2 separate regions of the Sus scrofa genome follow, and region 1 is linked to region 2. The links are chromatin contacts, called in public HiChIP or PLAC-seq maps. All regions are on one chromosome and are shown on one strand. Each heading gives the region's core, a stretch centred on a gene start, on an enhancer-like site or on the middle of the called end of the contact. The rest is flanking DNA. Distances are from core to core; before and after follow the strand shown.

What was found. HiChIP or PLAC-seq counts read pairs in DNA pulled down with a chosen protein or histone mark.
Region 1: a contact with region 2 is called in an H3K27ac HiChIP or PLAC-seq map of skeletal muscle, with 19 times the contacts expected there. The contact joins the promoter of BCKDHB here to the promoter of UBE3D in region 2. A contact is called at or near these places in 1 of 5 promoter capture datasets (liver) and 1 of 2 datasets of contacts at active chromatin or transcription factors (skeletal muscle).

Annotation. Positions count from the first base shown.
Region 1 is chr1:86,014,098-86,020,528 of Sscrofa11.1, reverse strand. BCKDHB (branched chain keto acid dehydrogenase E1 subunit beta) reads left to right here and starts at 2,950. Exons shown (of 10, transcript NM_001123219.1): 1 at 2,950-3,157. The coding sequence starts at 2,950.
Region 2 is chr1:83,135,884-83,142,608 of Sscrofa11.1, reverse strand. It overlaps UBE3D (E3 ubiquitin-protein ligase E3D), which reads right to left and starts at 2,130. Exons shown (of 10, transcript XM_021091912.1): 1 at 1,707-2,130. The coding sequence starts at 1,783. It overlaps DOPEY1 (protein dopey-1), which reads left to right and starts at 5,168. Exons shown (of 37, transcript XM_021091876.1): 1 at 5,168-5,320.

The sequences.
Region 1 (6,431 bases), core at 1,701-4,200, 2.9 Mb before region 2:
ACTGGGAGTCAAATTGGAGCTATAACTGCTGGCCTACACCACAGCCTCAGCCACGCTGGATCCCAGCAACATCTGTGACCTACACTGCAACTTGCGGCAATGCTGGATCCTTAACCCACTGAACATGGCCAGGGATCAAACTCACATCCTCATGGACACTGTGTCATGTTCTTAATCTGCTGAGTCACAATGGGAACTCCTGGAAGCATTCTTGATTTAACAAAAGCAGAGCTTACTGTTCTTTGTGTGTTTCATTTTTTAAAAAGAATTTTATTGGAGTATAGTTGACTTACAATGTTGTGTTAGTTTCAGGTGTACAGCAAAGTGAATTAGTTTTATATATATGTGTGTGTGAATTAGTTATATATATACATATAGTTAGTTATATATATATACACACACACATAAATCTGTTTTTTTCAGATTATTTTTCCAACTAGGTTAGGTTATTTCACAGTATTGAGTAGATTTCCCTGTACTATACAGTAGGTCTTTGTTACTTATCTATTTTATATACAGTAGTGTGCATATGTTAATCCCAACCTCATAATTGATCCCTGTCTGTGTGTTTCATTTTATTTACATTTCTTTTCTTTTCTTTCTTTTTTTGTCTTTTTGTTTTTTTCTAGGGCCGCACCTGCGGCATATGGAGGTTCCCAGGCTAGGGGTCCAATCGGAGCTGTAGCCACTGGCCTAACACTACAGCCAGAGCAACGTGGGACCTGAGCCTCATCTACAACCTATGCCACAGCTCATGGAAATGCCGGATCCCTAACCTACTGAGCAAGGCCAGGGATTGAACCCGCAAACCTCATGATTCCTAGTTGGATTCGTTAACCACTGAGCCATGACAGGAACTCCTAGGGCCCCTATTTCATTGGACCGGGTACTTGTTATGTAATCGCTCTCCTTTCTCTACTAATTTGGACATCCTTAAAGCAAGACTGTATCTTGAACACATTTGTTTCAATGGTGGTTTATCTTCAGTTTATAGCACAAGTTCAATAAATTCTCACCAGTCCCTTTATAATTTTTCTCTTTTCCCCCAGGCCTAAATCATCTTAGCATTCTAGCTCCCCAATCAGCTAACTGAGAAAATGCAGTTTGATTTGTTTTTATCCTTGCTCTTTGCCCTCTTTTTGCTTAAAAATTAAAACTTGACTTTGTAAATATAATTTTATTTAGCTACCCCTCTCCTTTATTCAATAAAATAAAAAATACCCTTCATTCACATAAAAATAAAACACACACACACACACACACACACACACACACACACACACACACCATGAAACAGAGGAGGTGAACACAACAAAAGACAAGATTAAAAATCCCCAAAATGTTGAATTTGGGGGCTTGATATGGAGTAGAAATAATGAAGATATACTTTTGTTTCTCCTTTGGGCATTTAAAAAAATTCTGCCAGGGAGTTCCCGTCGTGGCACAGTGGTTAACTAATCCGACTAGGAACCATAAGTTGCGGGTTCGGTCCCGGCCCTTGCTCAGTGGGTTAATGATCCGGCGTTTCCGTGAGCTGTGGTGTAGGTTGCAAGGTTGCAGACGTGGCTCGGATCCTGCGTTGCTGTGGCTCTGGCATAGGCCGGTGGCTACAGCTCCGATTCGACCCCTAGCCTGGGAACCTCCATATGCCGCGGGAGCGGCCCAAGAAATAGCAAAAAAGACAAAAAAAAAAAAAAAAAAAAAAAAAAAAAAAAAAAAATTCTGCCAGAATCCACAGCATGCAAAAGTTCTCAGTCCAGGGATCCAAGTTTGCCACAGCGGTAACCAGTGACAGCTGCTGAATCCTTCACCGGCTAGGCCATGTGGGAACTTCCTCCTTTGGGCAGATTTGAATTCCTGCTTCTCAAACCCAATCAGAAAACATGCAGCTGGTGCATTTCTGCCTTTCCTCTCACCCCATTTCCTCTCTCTTTTCCTCTGCCTCTTTGTAAAACCAAGGATGGGCTGGATGGCCAGAAAGAGCATAAGGGGAAATTCGTTCTCCTGCTCCTTCGCCTTCATTCTTTCCCTCTCTCTTCTTCAAATTCTGTTTTGGGCCATTCTTTTCCTACCTTCCCACCCTCATCTGATGGAAACACTTTCACCCTTGTCTCTAATCATATTTTACTATAATGTGTAAATTCATGAACAGAGAAGGTATCCTCTTAAACATTTGGATTTTTAACAGGAAAATTTACAAAGTTGATTATTTTAAATGTAAATGAATGGATTCTCAATTTCTCCAGGTTTCTAAGCTCTTCAGGTCATTTTTGCTGCACCTGGGCAAAAACGCAACTGAATTCCTGTAAAGTGGGTTTGCGGGGTGAACTCTTAAGTTTACCTCTTTCACTGTCACTTAAATCCAGAAAAACAAAACCAGTAAAAATCTATACATACTTATTAAGCACTTTAGAAGGGTTTGAATAAAGAGCTCAGGGTTAGAACAGAGCTTCTCACAGCCGTCTGAAACTCAAAAAACCAATAACCAATACCAATCAATAGAATAATAGAGGTAAAGAACAGGAGAGGATTTAAAAGGGTTTCATTTCAAAAGGACATATAAATCTTAAAATGAAAAAGCTATCTGAATGCATTAGGCAGACGACACAGGAAAGGAACAAACCCAGGCACAGCGTGGAACTTTGCAGACCAGATCTGCGGCCCTGCCCCAAGCAGCAGACCTTGGGAAGACTCCACCTCCGGGAACAATTTCATTGGAGCTCACCTGCCCGCTCGCTCCCGCCCCAGCCCCCTTTCCGCATGCGCACAACGGGAGAACGACGCCGGGTCTTCTCGTCGTCTTCCCCACCCCCGAATTCCGAACTCTGATTGGTCTGCTTCCCGGGACCGCCCCTTCGGCCCACCCAATGTGGGGGCCGTCTTGGTGTTCCGCCCTCCCTGCCGGCAAAGGGTGGCAGAGTAGCCTGCAAACATCGGCGGCGAGTGGGGATGGCGGCAGTGGCAGCGGCAGCGGCGGTTGCTGTGGGACGGCTACTGCGGCTCCGGGTGGCCCGGGTGGAGGGACACTGGCATCCCCTGAGTGGCGGGGGGCTGCTGCGGGGCTTCCTGCAACCTGCCTCAGCCGACGGGGATGCGGCCCAGAAGCGGCAGGTGGCTCACTTCACTTTCCAGCCCGACCCGGAGACCGTGGAGTACGGTGAGATATAGGGGCTGCCCTGTCCGCTCCGGCTGCAGCCCAGACTCCCAGGCCAGCGGAATGTCCCAGCGAGTACGGCCCTGCCTGTCCCGGGCGGGGTCCCGTAGGCTGACTTCTTTGCACCACGGCACAATCCCTGTCCTCCTCTTTAGAGCCTTCTTCTACCGTAGGGTCTGACTCTGATTTCCTCCTTGCTCCATTTTTGTGACTGTGCAGCTCTCGAGAGGCAGTCTCTTGGCACGTTCGAAATGGGTGAGGGGGTTTCACCGGGTCTGCAAGGGTCTGAGGGTGGAGGGGTGGTGCCAGGAAACGCCTCCCTTTTCCCATTCTATCCTTGCTTTCCCAGCCTTTGCCTTAGGAGTTGTCCCAGCTTGCTCAGGGCCGGGCCGCTAACTATAGGCAGCAGTATGTTAAAAGGAAAGAAAAAGCCGCCGTCTCCCCCACTTTTAGCAGGTAAGAGAAAACTGAGGGACTAAAGTAACTGAATTGATTTCTCAAGGTCACAAAACAGGTTCTTCCTAGAGAAGCGAAAAATCCAGGCTTCATCTCTGAGCTTGATACTGAGCCGATGCTGGGTAAGGGTGCTACTCTGGGAGTGGGAAGCAGTATCAGATAGCGGCGGAGGAAGCCATCCAGTGCTTCCAGCCGCGAGAAAAACCCACAGCAAGCACATCTCACACCTCGCGGGAACGCAGTTGCATGACTTTTACGGTTTTTTTCTGCAAGTTTTACATACTCTCCAAAAGATCCAGTGCCTATCATTAGAATACTGAAAACAATACGAAAACGGTGACCTTTTCCTCGGCTACTAACTTCTCAAATGGTAGAGCTGGCATTTTGGGAGGTGTGTCTTTCCCTCTGAAATAAGGAGAATGAACATTTATTGAGCGTTTACCACAGACAGGCACTGGGCTGAGAAATTTATAGTCATCATCTCATTTGATGCTTAGGGCAACCTTCAGAGGTGGGTAGTATTTTTATTCCCAATTTTCAGTTAGGTTAACTGAGTCCTTGAGGAGTTTGTCCTGGTAAGTCAGTGAGAGCTTCAGCTTTGGAATCTAATTAGATTCCACAACTTCCATTCTAAACAGCTTGCTAAACTGCATGTAGAAATAACTTACCAAGAGGTGTCCCTGTTTTGTGAAATAGAAGACATCTTAAAGGTGAACAGCAGTTTTTTTCTCACCAGTAAGAGAAACCTTGACTTCTGTCTTCAAAGCAAAGAAACTTTAGCCCAGTACTTGAGAGCGTAGGTCTCTTAACCTCCTTCCATAATTACAAAATTACTAAAGTTTGAGTAAAATGATAATAAAAGATTTGTTCTTATAAAAATAATAAAATCGTGTTAGAAGAGTTCTCAATGTGGCTCAGTGGAAACAAACCCAATTAGTATCCATGAGGACATGGGTTTGATCCCCAGCCTTGCTCAGTGGGTTAAGAACCCTGTGTTGCCGAGAGCTGTGGTGTAGGTTGCCTACACAGCTCAGATCTGGTATTGCTGTGGCTGTGGTGTAGGCCGGCAGCTGCAGCTCCAGTTCAAGCCCTAGCCTGGGAACTTCCATATGCTGCAGGTGCAGCCATAAAAAGGAAAAACAAACTCCCACCACTCACTTGTTTAAAAAATCTAATTTTTACTTTATATTGGAGTATAATTGATTTACAATGTTGTGTTAGTTTCAGACGTACAGCAAAGTGATTCAGTTATACATATACATATATCCATTCTTTTTCAGATTCTTTTCCCATACAAACCACACACTTTGGAAATGGTATCAGAATTGTATATGTAGGGAGTTCCCGTCGTGGTGCAGCGGAAACGAATCCAACTAGGAACCATGAGGTTGCAGGTTCCATCCCTGGCCTCGCTCAGTGGGTTAAGAATCTGGCATTGCCGTGAGCTGTGATGTAGGTTGAAGATGTGGCTCGGATCCTGTGTGGCTATGGCTGTGGTGTAGGCTGGCAGCTAAAGTTCTGATTCGACCCCTAGCCTAGGAACCTCCATATGCCATGGGTGTGGCCCTAAAAGGAGGAAAAGACAAAAAAAAAAAAAAAAAAAAAAAAAAAAGGACTTGAGATGTGCTTGTGTTATATTATTGGCAAATTTATAGAATGGATTAGTGAAGGGGGAGTAAGGAGCAGAGATCAGTCAGAGAGATTACTGTAACTTTCCACATGACAGTGTATCCTTGCTTGCATTTGGAGAGTATGGGTGGAGGTGGTTGTATGTTTGGGAGGGGTTAACTGGATTTGGCACTGTTTTGCACGTGGGGGCTCGGAGGAAGGTGTCTCAAAGGTGACTTGACAATTTCAGCCTTGGAGGCTGAAAGGCTGGTAGAGGAATGGTCACGTTGATACAAATGAGGGCTGCTGGAGGAGGAGCACGTTTTCAGAGAGAGAGGGGATGACTTAAATTTTGGATGTGTTGAGATGTCTTAGTCCATTTGGGCAGCTGTAACAAAAATGTCCATAGACTGCATGGCTTAGACACAGTAGACATTTATTTCTTACGTTCTGGAAGCTGGGAAGCCCAGAGTCAGAGATGATTTGGATTCAGTGTTTGGTGAAGGTCTCCTTCTTGGTTCTTAGATGTTTGTCTTCTCACTGTGTTCTCTTATAGTGGAAGGGGTGAGAGAACTTCCTGGGGTCTCTTTTGGAAGGGCATTAATCCTGGAGTTCCTGTGTGGTGTAGTGGAAACAAATTGACTAGTATCCATGAGGATGTGGGTTTGATCCCTGGCCTCGCTCACTGGGTTAAGGATCTGGCATTGCCATGAGCTTTGGTGTAGGTTTAAGACGTGGCTAGGATCCCGTGTTGCTGTTGCTGTGGCTGTGATGTAGGCTGGCAGCTGCAGCTCTGATTTGACCCCTAGCCTGGGCACTTCCATATGCCACAGGTGCATCCCTAAAAAAGCCAAAAAAAAAAAAAAAAAAAAAAAAAAAAAAGAGAAGGGCATTAATCTCAGTCATGAGGGCACCACCCTCGTGACATACCTCCCAAGGATCCCACTTCCAAGTACTGTCACATTGGGGGTAAAGTTTCTAAATCTGGGGGGACACAAACATTCAGTCTCTAGCATTGGAAGTGGAATATAGTACCATGAGGTAGGCAGCAAAACAACTATGTCAAAATTGGAACCCTTGAGATGAGATTCTCTCCCTATCTCTTTTCCATATATATATGCCGGGGTCCAGCCCCAGCAGCCAGGGAGTGCCGAAGGAGAGGATGGGCTACAAATGGCACGGAAAGAATTGGAGCCAACTCCTCAGCTGCATG
Region 2 (6,725 bases), core at 881-3,380:
GATGCTAATTTATACCACCAGAATAGCTACAATCAAAAAGACTGACAACAGGACATGCAGGCTAGAAAGTGAAGCTGTTGGAATTCACTTGTTTTTTCCTGGTGAGAACTGGTATAATCACTCTGGAGAACTGTTTAGCTGTTTCTCATGCCCCATCTACCCTATAACCCTGCAAAAATACTTATACAAGAAGATATGAAAGCTTTATTCATAATATGCAAGCTCTAGAAACACACAAATTATCCAGCAATAAAAGAATGGCTGCATGAATTGCAGTATATTCATAAGGCTGAAAACTACTCAGCAAGAAAAAAGAATGGCCTATTGAAATGTGCAGTGACATAGATGAAACATAGACGAAAAGAAACATAGATGAAAAGTATGGCCTATTGAATTATGCAATGACATAGATGAAACAGTAATGTCAGAAACACTGTTGCAGGAAAGCAGCCAGAAACAAGCACATACCTTACAAATCCATTTATACATACTTCAAGGAACGGCAAATGAATCTTTGTTGAAGGAAATCAGAACAGTGGTTGCTTTTATAGGGTAGGGGGACTTAGTGATAATGCTCAACGGCCAAAGACCACTAGCAGCAAACAAGAAATCCAGCAAAATTATGTTTAACTTTCTTAAACAAGGAAGAGTAATTCAGGGAAAGCATGAAGGACTCCTTTGATGAGCAGAAGATGGTCTTGTTTAGTTTTGTGTAAGGTTTGGGCTCTGAGTAACTTTACAAGGTGCATTTGAATTGGACCTGCAGCACTTATTTGAATTCATAATTTGGGGGGGGGGGAGGAAAAAGAGAAAGAAAGAAGAGGAATAAACAGCATCCTTATTTCACAATTGAAAACATTCAAATTAAGGATTCTAATTTGGTGAAGAAGCTAGGATTTGAATCTAGTTCTGCCAATCAACCTCAGAGTGGTGCCTTGTCATAAAACTTTCAAGATTCTAACATCCGATTTACTCTATTTGAAACAGTGGTTACAAGGGAATAATGGAGGTACCATATACTACCAAACAAAAAAAAGAGAACATTTCCCTAATAGTTTCTTGTTTGTGTAAATAATGAAGAGCAAGGTAAGGGCTTACAGACTTCTCATTGGAACTCGGAATACGAAAAACAGAATGAGCTCCAATAAGAAGCCTGAAACCTGTGTTCACTGAACACGCTTTTACTGAACGAGTGTGTCGGTTTCTCTGCACACAGAACAATTTGGGGAGGAGAAAAAAAAACCCGGAGTTTTATTTACAAAAAGGGAAGCTTTCACATTGGAACAGATCGTATAACGAGGATTCCAAAGGGGCAAACCAAGCACGTTTGGCACTGTCTTTGTTGGAAACGCAGGGCATAGTCAACGACTTGAACATTAGGGATCCTCAAACTTAAGTGTGCCTCTGGATCCCAGGAAACGTGTTGAAATCTAAGTTCGGATTCAGCAGGTCTGGTGTGGGACCGAGACAAGGCATTGCTAAAAAGCTCCCAGGTGATTCAAGATTGCCAGTGGAGGTGGCGGAGGTGGGGGGTAGGGGAATGAGGGCGCAGGGATGAGGTACTCGGCTTTGAGTATCCCAGAAGCTCAAAGCATCTGGAGAAACAAACTCAAAATTCCATCCTTCCGAGGGAGGCGGAGCCTGCCCGGCAGCAGAAAGGCGTGCCCCGCTGCGTTGGGGAGCCCACACGCCACAGCCCGCCTTACCCCAGGATCAGCAGCGCGCTCTGCAGCTGTCTCCGCACCTCCAGGAACACACGCACTTGCGCCCCAGCCGCCGCCATTGCGGGCGACCAGGGCCCGGGGTTCGCAGCGGCAACACGTGCAGCCCGAGCTGGAGCTGCGGCGGCAGCGGAGGTGCCGGCGTCGTGGATCCGGAGCTCGGCTGCTCGACTACTCGCCAGCCCACAGCGCCACCAGACGGGCGGAGAGTGCGCCGCCTCGAGACTGGTTCTGGCGGTCACCGGCAGTTTCTGATCCGAGCTTGGGGGCTGATCTCTGAGAAACGTGGGCAGAAGAGCAGAACTACCCTCCCACTCTGTTTCTTAAGGGCGCCACCCGGTGCGTCAGGCTCCCTGGATATGACCTTCAGAGTAAGATCCCAAGTACTCTCCCTTGGCTAGTGCGGGTAGGGATGAGGCTGGACGAGAGGGAGATGATAGGCGGGCACTGTCATCAGGACTAAGACCCATCCCACACACACTTTATCTTGGCTTTGTTGTTATTTTTAATGGACTACAGCCTTTTTCTTTAATGAACGCTGGTCGGTCGTATTTTAGTTCTCTTCTGAGGCAACAGATGTCCAGAATTGACTTGGCATTGCTTCTAAATTTAGGCTGGATCGCTCCAAAATGGAAACGGTTGCAAAAATGTGAGATGTTTCCTGTTATCTCTGCTGTTATATCCAGTATCATGAAGCACAGGATTATGCATGTCTATAACCTTTGAAAAGAGGAAGATGAGAATGATTCCACATGTACATTTTCACTATTCACTTTTGCAAAGGTAAAAATTGACTCAGGGGAGTTGTAATTTATTTCATTGCTATTAGAAAATGATTTTGGAAAGTTTCACCCACTGAAGAAAAGGATCTAGTATAAAGTAAATAGTTATCATGGGAAAATATTAAAATATAAGGCTACAGTAGAATTATAATACGAATATATTTTTTAGAGCAAGAGGCTTTAAAAGAAAAACAATGTTCACTTGTATGCGGAAAAATCATGTTTATTGATGTTCTACTTTATCATTTTAAGGTTGTAATTACCACACACTAAACATATTAATTTCAAGATTTTCTAGGAGTTCCTGTCCTGGCTCAGTGGTTAACAAACCCAACTAGAATTCATGAGGATGCTGGTTCAATTCCTGGCCTTGCTCAGTGGGTTAAGGATCTAGTGTTGCCCTGAGCTGTGGTGTAGGTGGTAGACACCACATAGATCCCCTGTTGCTGCAGCTCTGATTTGACCCCTAGCCTGGGAACCTCCATATGCTGCCCAGTGCAGCCCTAAAACAACAAACAAAAAAAGATTTCCAAATGAAAATAAAGCCATGTCCCTCGAGGGGTACTAGATTAAGACAATTTTTCTAAAATATTTATATGGAGTTTTTAAAGCTCATTTTGTTTCACAAAATCCTACATCCATCAGAATTCAAATTCATGGATGGAGGTAACAACCCAATTAAAAGAATTAAATTTACTGGTATTTCATCACAACAATGGTGATGAAGGGTAGTGTTTTTTTGTTTTGTTTCTTTGTTTTTTGGGGGCTACACCCACAGCATATGGAAGTTACCAAGCCAGGGATTGAATGCAAGTCACAGCTGCAACCTACCCCACAGCAGTGGCAACCCTGGATTCTTTAACCCACTGTATTGGGCCGGGGATCAAACCTGAGCCCAGGCAGTAGGATTCTTAACCCACTGTGCCACAATAGGAACTCCAGGGCGATGGGTTTTTTTTTGTTGTTTTGTTTTGTTTTGTTTTTTGCTTGTTACGGCTGCATCTGGATCATATGGAAGCTCCCAGGCTAGGGGTCGAATCAGACCTACAGCTGCTGGCCTATGCCACAGCAACTTGGGATACAGCCGAGTCTTCGACCTATACCACAGCTCAAGGCAACGCCGGATCCTTGACCCACTGAGCATGGTCAGGGATCGAATCTGCATCACCATGGATCCTAGTCAGGTTCATTAACCGCTGAGCCACAAAGGGAACTCCCTCCAGGGTGATTTTTTTTTTTTTTTTTTTGTCTTTTTTGCCTTTTTTTCTAGGGCCACATCTGAGTCATGTGGAGGTTCCCAGGGTAGGTAGGGGTCTAATCAGAGCTGAAGCGCTGGCCTGCGCCAGAGCCACAGCAACTTGGGATCTCTGCCACGTCTGCACCTACACCACAGCCCACAGCAACGCTGGATCCTTAACCCACTGAGCAAGGCCAAGGATCAAACCTGCAACCTCATGGTTCCTTGTCAGATGTGTTACCACTGAGCCATGACGGAAACACCCCAGGGTGATGGTTTTGATGAAAGAAATTTTCCCATAGTAAGATACGGGGAAGTCATTCTGGCTTAAACATGATTTGACCTGAACTTAAGGTTAACCAATAGAGCCTATTCGTGGTCTATTAAATAAACATTGTACATCTGCCTTAACCATAAAGAAAATAATGCATTAAAAAAATAACAATGGCATAACTGTGGTTCAGGCATTCAAATGGAGCCAGGTGGCCATCGTGGATATGGCTTCAGACACATTCCTGTATCACTAAGAATCTGAATTTTCTAAACTATATCACTCAGACTCAAGGACACCCTCAGCCTTTCTCAAAACAACATCTGCTAGCAGCTGTCAGCTGCAACCTTATAGTCTCAAGGCCTCCCCTTATAAGTATACAATTTCAGAGCTGGACCAATCCTTATTTAACAAGGACCCTTCCTTTCTGCCAGCTCTAATCTTAATTCTTGACGAATAATTTACGTGACTTTGTGTCTTTTGCTGTTATAAGCCTCCAGCATTCTGTAGTCTGGTGGAACACAATTCAAATACATCTTCAGTCTGTGTCTCCCAGGCTATAGTCCTCAATTTGGCTTAAATAAAACTCTTTTCTATCCCTGTCATATATTAGTTTATTGATTATTTCCCTCCACAATGTCAACTCTGCATATCTCCCACCATTAACATCAAAGATTTTAGGTATTTAAATGCTGCCACATTATGTTGAAACATGTAACATTCTTAACACAGGATACCGTACATATTGATGTTTGTTTTTAAGGATTGTTATATTTTATATTTAGTCACACATTCTCAAGAAAAATCTATGATTTTTTGACCCGACATTTTAGGTGAAAGGAGGCAATCCTCCATGGAACTACATGATTTGGGGTTCTAGAATCAAAATAAGTTCCTAATATGATAACAACTATCTATCTCCTAACTTCGAAAGTCTTCTAACTTCTCTGGGCTTAGAATTAGTTAAGCAAAAAAAGCTGTTTTCGATTCCTAGCATCACGCGGAATTGGGATTGGCGCGGGCTGGCTGAAAATACCTGTTACCTCCCCTTCCATCCCCCTCCCTCAATAGGCGGCAGTGGGCCGCTTCCCCAACAGTCCGCCTGAGGGCGCTGTGGCGACAGCCAGCGCCGGGAGGCGAAGAACCGACCGGGGGCGGGGACGAAGGGCCGCGGACGTCGACGCCGGCGTGGGCGCGGGCGCGGTGTACGCTGGGAGCTGTCACTAGGCCCTCCGGCTCCCGGCCTCCGTGTCGCTGCCGCGGTTGCCAGGAGAGCGGCGCCGGCAGGGAGCGGTCGAGCCCGAGGAAGGTAACAGCGTCCCCGCCCCCAGCGCGGTCGCGAGGCCGGCCGGCCGCCCCTAGTGGCCCCCTCGGCCCGGCTCGTTCCGGAGCCGCCGGGACGCCCCGCGGGCGGGCAGGTGTAGTGTCGGGGGTTTGGCGCCCCGGCCCCGCCTGGAGCTGCGAAGCCGGCCGGACGCCCTCCGGTTGCCGTGGGAGCGGTAGCTACGCGGGGCCCGCGGCCGAGCTCGGGCGGGGGGCGCAGCGGCGGTCAGGGCCCGGCGGCCGGAGGCGGGGCCAGGGCGTCGGGTGGCCAGGCCGAGACTCCTGCTCAGGGGCCGCGCGGTGCGCGGGGTTGGGGTGGCCGTCGCACCTGTGCGCGGAAAGCGCGCGGAGTCCCTTCTTTGTTGGGCGAATTGAGGCGTCGCGCGGTCTCTTCCATCTGGGGGGTTCTTTTAATATTAAGAGGACGCGCGAATGGTCTCCCTCGTTAAGGTTCCGTGGGAGGTGGGAAAAGAGTGTAGAAGTTTAATCGAGGAAGTCCGATTAGTCACCAGGAAGTTGTTAACTAAGCTCACCTTTGATTCCCAAGCCTTTTGAAGTTGCAACATAACAATAGTCACTTGTTTGGTCTCCATCCTTCTCACTTACCCTGAGGGAAGGGACGAAGTGGCACAAGGCTACTTTTTGAGCTAAGTAAATACTGTTTTGGTTATTCTTAGACTTTCTTAGAGTTCTATGAAGTTTAAGAACTATGAAGATTGGAAAAAATCTGATTTGGAGATCGTAGTTAAAGCAATCAAAACATTGGGGGGGGGAAATTACAAAAAAAGATACCAAACTGTTTGCCCCATACGTAAGTCATGACGCATCGAAGGACAAAAATTCTCCAAGTTCAGTGCTGTTGCCTGTCTTGATGTAGACATAAGATCTTGCATTTTACTGTGGATATTTGCTGTTTTTTGTTTTTTTGTGCTAAGCATCACTCCACCTGATAACAGTGATTTAGTTGAGCTGACAGAAGTTATAGCAAGAGTAAATTAAAACCACTTGTAAGACAAATGCTTTATTTTAAAATGATCACTTTCAAGCATTCTGAAGTAAATCGTTCCTCAGAATTACTTTTTTTTTTTCTTTTTACTGCCACACCTGTGGCATATGGATGTTCTCAGGCTAGGGACCAAATCGGAGCTGCAGCTGAGGCCTAAGCCACGGCCATGGCAACACCAGATCCAAGCCACATCTGTGACCTATACCCTTGTGGCAAGGCATGTCCCTTAACCCACTGATGGAGGCTGGGGATTGAACCTGCATCCTCACGGACACTATGTCAGGTTCTTGATAGACTGAGCCATAACAGAAACTCCCAGAATTACTTAACATTAGCAGATCTCCAGGTGTTTCTGATTATTAAGAACCAGCGACTTGAAGAATTA